Regions from separate parts of the Mus musculus genome. Here region 1 is linked to region 2. Evidence: chromatin contacts called from public Hi-C data. All regions are on one chromosome and are shown on one strand. Each heading gives the region's core, a stretch centred on a gene start, on an enhancer-like site or on the middle of the called end of the contact. The rest is flanking DNA. Distances are from core to core; before and after follow the strand shown.

What was found. A called contact is a pair of places that touch in the nucleus more often than the background predicts.
Region 1: a contact with region 2 is called in a Hi-C map of epidermal suprabasal cells, with 10 times the contacts expected there. The contact joins the enhancer-like site here to the promoter of 4930451I11Rik in region 2. A contact is called at or near these places in 1 of 39 promoter capture datasets (liver) and 4 of 484 Hi-C or Micro-C datasets (the G1E-ER4 cell line, epidermal suprabasal cells and stem cell-derived neurons).

What each region holds. Positions count from the first base shown.
Region 1 is chr7:128,220,281-128,225,254 of GRCm38.p6, reverse strand. No RefSeq gene overlaps it. Among named protein-coding and RNA genes, the nearest start is that of Armc5, 15 kb to the left of the region's middle. Within about 2 kb of position 2,239, at least 4 of the 459 cell types and tissues checked have an H3K27ac peak or open chromatin away from gene starts, as enhancers often do. A contact at or near this core is called in epidermal suprabasal cells, where this site is marked.
Region 2 is chr7:126,828,400-126,833,589 of GRCm38.p6, reverse strand. It overlaps 4930451I11Rik (RIKEN cDNA 4930451I11 gene), which reads left to right and starts at 2,094. Exons shown (of 4, transcript NM_183131.3): 1 at 2,094-2,179; 2 at 2,563-2,718; 3 at 2,793-2,880; 4 at 2,972-3,116. The coding sequence starts at 2,110. The coding sequence ends at 2,993. Tlcd3b (TLC domain containing 3B) reads right to left here. Exons shown (of 5, transcript NM_029978.1): 4 at 4,694-4,789; 5 at 3,371-4,378. The coding sequence ends at 4,091.

The DNA.
Region 1 (4,974 bases), core at 990-3,489, 1.4 Mb before region 2:
GACCTGTCCAAACTTACTTGAAGCTCCGGCAAAGCTCAAAATTTAGTTGGAATTATTTCTAGATGTGGTACCAGAACAGACAGAGTCCTAGAACCCGAGAGACTTGGCAAAGCCAGAAGGGAGGCAGCAGTCTCTAGTTCAAAATTTAAGGGGATCCCAAAGTACTCAGCAGTCAAGGAAAGTAATAATTAATGCATTACATTTGTGGAGTATTTGTTTAGCTGTTTTATTGGCTTCTTATATCTACCCCCCTTCCAACCCTTATCCCACCCTAATTCCTTTTAACCCCTCAAACTCTAAGTATGAAAGACAAAAGTTAGAGGGGGGAAAGGAGGTGTAGACCTCTGTAGGCCACTTCTTGCTGATTAAAGGTGACAAGTCCAATTTTTGTCATCAGGATATCCAATTTCTTCTCATCTTTTTGTCCATGACCACTTAACAGATCACAACGACGTAAACCAGCAGCAGCAGAAGGAGCAGCAGCTGCCACGGGCCCTCTTTACCCTCAGGACATCTTCACCCTCTCCAGAGTCCCCAGAGTTAAACGATCTGCAGCTGGCAAAAATCACACCCCTGCTAGTACATGAGGTATATCATAATCACCTGCTGTGAACGAGCCCCTAATCCCACCCCTGGGATTAAAACAAAGATATATTCACAAAACATAGCAGGGTTGGTTTGCTTTTTTTTTTTTTAAAAGAAGCCAAAACTCTCACAACAATTTATTTTTATTTTTAATTTTTAAAAATTTTACCCAAATCCTGACTAGTGTAGCAAGCAAGCACAATTCTCACAGAAGCCCACACCCAAACTACTCATGTGTGTTTCCTCTGATGCTTAAAATATGTATCATTTTCTCCTTTAATGAACACCAACTCTGCTTCATACTGATTCATCCTGAAATTCTTCTCTTCATTGAAGCCAAGAGAATGGCGGTGCACACCTATAAACCAAACACTTAGAGGTGGGATCCCTGGGCAATTTACAGACAGCTATACTATGGAGGGGTCTAAGGATAGGGAAGTCTCTCTATCAGTTACCTCTTGTAAAACTCCAGGGAAGAGTATCGTGAAACATGCCTTTTCCTTCGTGAGGGAGTGAATAGATCCATCTGAAGGTTCCTGTGGGTGATTGGCCACAGTTGACTGGTTTAAGATGACAGTCAACATGTTCAGTTCAGAGAGCTGAGATCCACAGTAGAAGGACTAAGCCTGAACAGCCCACACGGCTCCACCATGTTCTGGTCCAGAGGTCGAGAATGATTATAAGCTCCAGGATAGCACAGGCTATCTCATGAGAGTAGCACAGGCTATCTCATGAGAGTAGCTGAGATAGCCAAATGCTAGGAATATATTTAGTGGCAGAGAATTCACCTAGTATGTGCAATTTCCAGCATGGAAGAAAAATAAGTAAAGTACAGCCTATGGAAGCTACATACTCTTGTTAAAAACATATTTATTTAGGTATGAGTACTCTGTCTGCACACCAGAAGAGGGCATCAGATTCCTTTATAGATGTTGTGAGCCACCATGTGGTTGTTGGGAATTGAACTCAGGACTTCCAGAAGAGCAACCAGTACTCTTGAACACTGAGCCATCTCTTCAGCCCTGTTAATAACACGTTATCAGAGCCAGGACCACAATTAGAGTGAACCTGAGGTAGAAGGGAAAGGCAAGTGATATATGAGACATGGGACGGGAAAGGAACTCTCACACCCAGAAGTCTGGCTAAATCTTCTCTTCAGCCTGAAGCAAGAATTTCAGCACATTTGCTGTGAAGGTTGCTTAGAGATAAAATCCCTTATCTATATTATATATGAATAATGTTAAAATAGCAGTGAGCCAGTCTTAAGGCCTGATATATCTGACCATGCTAGAGCCTCACATTTTCTGGGAAACTTTGTTTAGAGTCGAGATAGCCTAACATCCTGCAGTCTGATGATCTAGAGTTTTACCATATCAATCAATGCTAGGGACATATCTGTCAGGTGCCACCCTGGATCTCGCTTAGATTTCTTAGGAACACTTTAAAGATAATGACTTCAAATTTTACCAAAATCCTGACTAATATACTAAGCAAGCACAACTCCCTCACAGAAGGCCACACCCAAACTCTCATGTATGTTTCTCTGATGCTTAAAATATGTATCATTTTCTCCTTTAATGAACCCCAACTCTGCTTCATACTGGTTCATCCTGAAATTCTTCTCTTCACTGAAGCCAAGAATTTCCTCAGGGCAGCTCCTGTGATGCTGGGGCCCTCTCCTGTGCCAACAGCCCTCCCCCAGCTAGGGCTGGGCCCTGTGTGGAGACCGGAAAAACTCCAGTGCTAGGTTGCAGCTTTGGGAGCCCAACTTGTGAAGGCATGGGATCTCACATGGTACCACATGAAGAAAGGGGTGTCTGTGAACATCTTCCCCCAGAGTGAGATACCGCATTGTCTCCACATAAACATTGGGAGGGGTAGAGCAAGCAACTGCACCGCCCCTTTTAGCTTTCCCTCCTCCATTTGTTTCCTGGAACATGACCATCCCATTGGCTAGATCCTCCTCTTAGAATCTCAACTCCTTCCTACAAGGGTCTTAAGTCTTCCATCAGACCAAGGCCTTCCCTACCCCCCAGCTGTCACCACATACACACTGGCACAGCCACCACCTTCAGGGCCAGCTCTTTGTCAGATCATTCTACCACATCATTTTGACAGTGATCCTAGCTGAGGACTCATGTAAGCTCTGACAGTTTGAATGATACATTTGTCATCCATCCACATGCTGACAGCCATGGACACCTTAGTTTAAGGATTTGACCTTTGTTCATACGTTTACTGACATCCTGGGACCTCTTTCTCAGAGAGGAGCTTCAGTAAAAGGATGAACCTGTGGGGCCAGAAAGCCATATGACCAGCAGAGCCAGTCCAGAGCAAAAGTGAGGTCATCTCGTCCAAAACCCAAAACTCCTGTCCTGAGACCAGCAGGGGCAGAAGTGTTTTCCTCCTTGCGCTGGGCCTGCGTGTCCCAGCTTGTTTAGGCCTTGGGACCCCCACCTCTGCCACCCTGAGGTAGTCATGTACCTGGTGGCCAGGTTACAGGTTAAACTTTCTCTCTCCTATACGGACATGTCCAGCAAGCCCTTGGAATTGCTCTTCACAAAAATGCAGCATTCCCAGCACCTCAGCCCTCACCAATGATGTACACTCACCCCAAAACTCCTACCCACTTCCCAAGGTTTACATAGGCCTTATTTGCCCCCAATAAAAGAGAGTTGTTTCACCAATAACTATCTCGAGAAGGCTGTTTCTCCCTGGCATTCACTGCCGACTAATGTTCTGACAAACCCACCTGGCCCAGATAAGCTTCATTCTTTTGAGTCTGGCCAGTGGGTAATGGTGTCGGACACTGCAAAGGCAGAGGGAGATCCAGGCTGGCAGAGCCTAGGAGGTTTCTGAAGGCAAACTGAGTCCTTTACCTTGGAGTTTCCTCAACATTGGCTAATTACTATTCCTACAGCCAAGCCAAACCAATTTTGTAAATGTCCTGGGTAATTCTGTTACACAGCTAGGGTAGAGGACGACTACATTAATCCCTAGAGCAGGCAGATGGGCCCCCGAGGGAGGGGTAAAGGCCTTCGAGAGGTTGGACACCTTACTCTTTATCCCAGAGTGCTGCTCAAATTGTAGCAGTTTCTTGCTATCCAGAGCCACAGAGCAGGAAGCTATGACCTACTAGAACAAACGTGCTTTGCAACCTGTGTAAAGTAATTGGAAGATGAAGAAAACAAACCCCACCCCACCCCACCCCATCCCACCGTATCTCTACCCTACCGCCAATAAAGGCTATGTAGAAAACAGACTGTAATCTAGAGGTAAGAAAAATAAAGCCTGGGCTAGGCGGGCGACAGGGTTTATAAGAAGGGATGGTTGTGGTGGCTCAGAAAGAACAGTGTGTGTGAAGAGCAGAAGGAAAATAGCAAGCTTTAACACTAATCAAACATGATGAGCTTACTAAGGAAATACTGGGTTGCATCAGAGTCAGAAGACAGTAACTATGTCTGAGCTGGGACAACAGAGCCGAAACCGAATGACTGATGCCTGCTTTTCTAAACCTGCTGTGTGTGCCTTCTTTTTCTGGAAAAGAGCATAGACAGCAAGTTCTGTTTGCTAAATATAAAACTGCCTTAACTAGAAACCTGCACATTTCAGCTTCTGCAAAACTTGCTTAGCTCAAGGGAAAAAAAAATCTCCCTTGGATGGGATAAAAAGATTGCCTTAGGATGGCCAATGGCCACGTGGATGAGATTATGGCAATGTCTAATTCTGCATAAACTATGAAACAGTTCTGATAGGGCTGGGCCTATTTAAACAATAGGAAGAGGCTACAGCTGTGTGCTAATTCAAGAGCTGGGTTGTGTCTGAGCCGGGAGAATTCCTTACTGAGAATTACAAATGGAGGCCCCAGCAAGATTTCCTCCATGCCAGCCTTTGAGCAGCTGCTCAACCCAGTCTTGGAAATGAGAGAGCTCCCCAAATGTATTTTTTGGAACTTCCTGTGAATGGCTCTCTGACTCCCTGAATGGCTGCTCTCCACCCTACACTCTTTCAGAGATAAAACTCACCAGGGAAACTGCAGGATAAGGTAAGCTGCTACCGGCAGAGAGAACTAAGCCAGAGGCACTGGCTTTGCAGCCTCAAAGCACACAGGCACTGATGCAACTCCACCAACTTAATTTTTTCCAAATTCTTCACCAACTGGGTCCAAGTAGTCAAATATACGAGTCTACGGGGCCATTCTCATTGAAACCACCACAACACCGTAGTTGAGTCTGGTGAACCAATGAATTGCACAGGAATATGGGTGAAGGGTTACTTAAATTATTACTACAAAAATTACTCAAAGACAGTTGCATCACCAAAGGCCACCCCAGCATGGGTGACAATTCACAAAAGCTGAAGCCCTGTAGCACTGTGCATAGCTACAGG
Region 2 (5,190 bases), core at 845-3,344:
CTGTACTCATAAATTGGTGCCTAGCCCAACTGTCATCAGAGAGGCTTCATCCAGCAATTGATGGGAACAGGTGCAGAGACCCTCAGCCAAACACTAGGCAGAGCCAGGGGAACCCTGCAGAAGAGGGGGAGGAAGGATTGTAGGAGCCAGTGTGCTCAAGGATACCACAAGAACACAGCCCACAGAACACAGCCACAGCCCATCAGCTAAGCAGGGCACATAGGAAGTCACAGAGACTGCGATGACAATCAGGGCACATAGGAGCTCACAGAGACTGAGATGACAATCAGGGCACATAGGAGCTCACAGAGACTGTGACGAAAATTAGGGAGCCTCCATAGGTCTGTGCTAGGTCCTCTGCATGGGTGTTATGGTTGTGTCACTTGATGTTCTTATGGGATTCGCACCACTGTGGCAGCTGCCTCTGACTCTCTTGCCTGCACTTGGGACTCTTTTCCTCCTACTGGGCTGCTTCATCCAACCTTGATAGGAGGCTTATTGTATCTTGTTAGGCCATGTTCGATGAGTATCCCTGGGAGGCCAGCTCCTCTCTCTCTCTCTCTCTCTCTCTCTCTCTCTCTCTCTCTCTCTTTTAAGGGGATACAGTTGGAGTTCTTCTGGGGGAGATGAGACACAGTAGCAGGGGGACTGGGAGGAGTGAAGGGAGGAGAAATGGTCAGGATGTAATGTGTGAGAGTGAAGCTAGAGAGAGAGGACAGAAAAGATCAGGCGGAAGGGTTGGAATGTTGTGGAAATGTCTTCCAGGCATAGCTGTGGCACTCTTAGATTCTCAATAGCTGTGATTAACTGAAGAGGAGGAGGAGGAGGAGGAGGAGGAGGAGGAGGAGGAGGAGGAGGAGAAAGCTAATTCTGATGTAGAAGCACACTCCTTTAATCCCAGCATCATTTGGGAGACAGAGGCAGGTCTCTGTGATCTCCTGGCCCGAGAGAGGATCCTTTAATGAGGAGCCACCTTCAGGGCAAGTGGAGTAACAGAGTAGCCAAGAGGCTGTAAAACAAGCACGGATAGAATCAAGGAGACCCTGAAATGTCCTTGGCCCGGGTGGGCTGGAGTTCGTTTGTGATAGACAGGCCTAACTGCCAATCAGAGGCAAGCTGTCTCTTCCAACTCGAGGTGGGGCCTCCGGAGTGCAGGTCGCAATTAGGAAGTGACACGGGGAGGACTGAGGGAACTAGAGAAAAGAAACAGGGGTCGGGTGGTGGACGGTGAGGTTCACATGCCACCAATACCACCAAAAGGGAAACTGAGTCACGGTGAGGCGAGTAGACTAGGATCTTTGAATGGCCGAGAGATTAGCCTTGGAATGAGCCTGGGGAGTTCGTCTGTTGACAACACCCTCAGCCCTCTTCGCCTCCCCGCCTCCCGGTGACAGCCAGTCCCAAGAGAGGAGCCTGCCTGCCTGCCTGTAACCTGTAGAAGAGATGGTGGCACCGTCGGACCAACACTGCTGCCACCTGGTGGAAAAGTTGGCTATTTCTCTTGTGCCTCACCGTGCGCTTCCATCTCTACTGAGCGCTAAAACCAAGCCTGGAGATGGATGGGTGCAAACCCACGAACCTGGGGTTCAGAAAGGGAAGAGGACCCTCCCCCCATAGAAGAATGCACAGCCTTGGGAAGCGTTGTGTCAGCGTTCCTCGTCCCCCTGCACACTGGTTTGGGCCTCCCTCTTAGGGCTTCTGCCAATGCCACGAGCCAATCTGTGTAACTTGCTTGGCATTTTACTAAGCAATCAGTAAAGGAGTTTTATTTGATCCGAAGAACAACTGGAGATGTGTAGCCCTCCTCACCTCCCCAGTAGAGCGGTTATGCAAACACATGTCTCCTAGACCTAGCTAAGTTCTGGAACACCACAGAACTGACTGGTTCTGTAATAGAACTGAAGGCCTTGTGCACTCTGAGCAAAAGCTGTACCCCTGGCCTACACCCCAAGACCCCTCACCACTGTTGCTGTTATGGTCAGTGTCATCCTTGGGGCTCAATGGGGGCTCTTCTGCATCAGGAGCTAGAAGCACCTCATAGTCGGGCTAGCGGAATGGCTCTGGGCTGTGACATCATAGAATCCTACTCATTCATAGTCGTGGGGGGTTATGAAGCTGTGGCTGTGGGTAGCCGTAGGGGTGTGGATGTTGATGGCTGAGCTGGGGACCATAGAAACAGGTGGGGAACTGAGTTCAGGAATAGTAGGAATAAGGGAGGCTAGAGAAAGGGAGTAAACTTCATTGTGGGCAGGAGGGAGGAGGATGGCCCAGCCCCAGGCCTTAGTTTCCCCACCCCCCCCTTCCTTTCCCCTTCTTTCTTCCTTTTCTCTTTTTTCCTTCTTCCTCCCTTTTGTCTCATTTTACTTTGTCTTGAGACAAAGTGTTGCTCTATAGCCCAAACCTTCAGTCCAAACCTTTCCCCCCCATCTCAGACATGGTGGGCTTCTGATGGGAGCTCAGCCAGCCCTGGGACAAAACAATCAGAGCTCTGGGTTTGCCTGGCCTCATTGGTGGGCATGATGGCCCTTGGGCTCTTGTCACAGACTCTGCTTTGGTTTTTAGCCCCCAGAAGAGATGGAACCCGGCCCTCGGTTTCAGGAGCCAGACCCCAGCAAGTTGTAAACAGGCTTTTCTTTGATTATCCAGACTCAGACCGAGCTAGCCTTCTTGCTGTGGCCCGGTTTATTGGAGAGAAGCCTATAACGTTCGTTAAGACAGGTATGAATCAGCTTGATAGAGGGGTCTTCCTCCTGGCGGGGTCTGGAAGGACGCTGTTGTTCATTGTCTGGCAGATTCCAGTCCTGGGCTCTTCCAGAACATCCTGGTGGGGACATTAGTGGTGGCCTTCTTCTTCCTGCTTTTCCAGTTCTGCTTGCATGTGTGAGTTGTGTCTCTGTGTCCTCGCCCTACCCCTTCCAGAGGACCCAAGTCTCCTATGTGTCCCTCCTCATCTGATCTCCATACTCCTCAGGAACTTCCAGAAAGGGGCCTAATGAGATATCCAGCCAGAGCCAGCTGAGGTGAGCAGGTGAGCCAGAGACGGAGCCCTGGACCCAGCTGTGAGCCACACACATCTACCCTGCCTTCTGTTGAGAAATAAAGGTGGTGCCTCCTTCCTCCTAGACTGCAGTAGCCCTCTATGTAGCCACCCATCCCCCACCTCCTCCTTCTCCCTGACTTCGAAGTGGCCATTCACACACCCCATTCCTCCCAGGCTGCAGGCGCGCGCACACACACACACACACATACACACACACACACACACACACACACACACACACACACTTTCCCCCTTCCTCCTCAGTAGTTATGTAGTGACCCCTCCTTCTTCCTCCCCACTTCCCAGCCCCCAAAACTGGACCAAAGGGTCTTGCTGGCGTTCAGGAAGATCGTCTTTATTAGCGGTCTGTAAAAGCACCTCCCGGGGTCTGTGGCCCCCAGACTGGAGGAAGCCGCGATTGGCCTGTAGCACCAGGGACAAGCCGGGGCCGAGGGCTAAATGTGCCCCTGACAGAAGGGACTGGCCTGGCGCCTGTCCCCAGGGCTGCTCAGCGCTGGAAAGGTTGTAGGGGAGCAACTGCCTTCCTCCCCTCACCCCAACAAATTAGTTTGATATGGGTGAATAAATAAAATGGTTCCTCGGACTGGTCTCCACAGGAAGGGGCTGTGGGGGTAACTGCCCTGTCAGGGCCCAGGTGGGGGGAGTTAGGATGTCTTCTCTCTCCCGGGTGATGGGGAGCAGAGAAGGATTTGCAGCAGCAGGGCTAGGATGTCCTTGGCAGCGGGGCCACCCTTATGTCCCTTGACTCCTTGGTCCAAGTGAGCCCCATCTCCTCCCTTCCCCTTTCATTTTGTTAACACAGAGGCAAGAAGGGGTTCGTTACCCCGGTCCCCTCTCTTCCTGCCTGCCAATCTGACCTCAGCTCCCGAGGGAATATAGCTTCTCCTTATTCTAAGTCCATCTGTCTTGGGGCTGTCAAGGAAAGGGACTTCTGGCTCTCGTCCCCCCCCCCCCAACTCACACACTGATTACCCCAATGCACTGTCTCCACAGGGGCTGGAGGGGGGGGAGGGTTTCCAGGGCCTAGCCTCAGTCCTGGGTCTGACAAGGAGAGGGTGGTGGGGAGCCTCGGGGTCGGAAGAGGCGGCAGGCCCCGCGGCAAATGAGGAAGAACCAGTAGAGCTGGGGTGCGAGGAGCAGTGCGGCGCCCAGGTTGACGTGGGCCGGGATGGCCATGGGCACTGAGAGCAGGGGCAGGCCAGCGTGGCGCCCGTAGGCCCAGTACAGGTAGGGGAAGAGCAGCACCCGGCAGCACAGGAAGCTGAGTAGCATCAGGGCTCCGTTCACCTTGTGCAGCAACGTGTGCTGCTGCTTGTACTGTGGACGAGAGCAAGGAGGTAGGGTCCGGAGAGCCGGGTTCCCTCCCCACCCACCCCTCTGCCTCTGGCTCCTCCCCACAGCCGCCCCCTGCACGGGACCAATGTTCTTGTTCTTATTCTTGCTTTTTTTAAGACAGAGTTTCACTATGTAGCTCAGGCTAGTCTCAAGCTCACGATCTTCCTGCCTCAGCCTCCCCAGTGCTAGTGTTAAAGGAACACACCACCACGCAGAAAGGCTGCAGGGTCTTTAAGGAATCCCTCAAAGTCCCCGGCCAGTGTCCACCCCCACATGCCCCTCAGATTTCACTCTCACCTGAATGAGGATCTTGCCCAGGCAGACGAAAGGAGTGCTGACCTCGGCCATCAACATGCAGCCTAGAAAGAAATCTCCCTTGCCTTGTCGCCACACCTAGGGGAAAAGGCAAAAAGCCTGAGGAGCCGCGCCTACCTGTATCTCTCCCCACAGAGATTCTCTGTGCTCTCTCGCTTGTGCCCCTCCCATCTCTCTGTGCACGTGTGCGTGTGTGTGTGTGTGTGTGTGTGTGCGTGCACGCGCACGCGCTCGTGCGTGTACATGCATATGAAGGCCAGAAGTCAGTTTCCTCAATTGCTCTCGATTTTATTTTTTTGAAGACTCATCTTCCACTGAACCTGTAACTCACTCATCTGGCTGCACTGGCTGGCCACCAAGCCCAGGGACGGGTCTGTTTTCACTACCCCAGACCTGGGATTTAAGCACACACTAGCTTTTCAAGACTCTGGTTCTTGTGTTTGCATAGCAACCACTGACTAAGACATCTCCATAGCCCT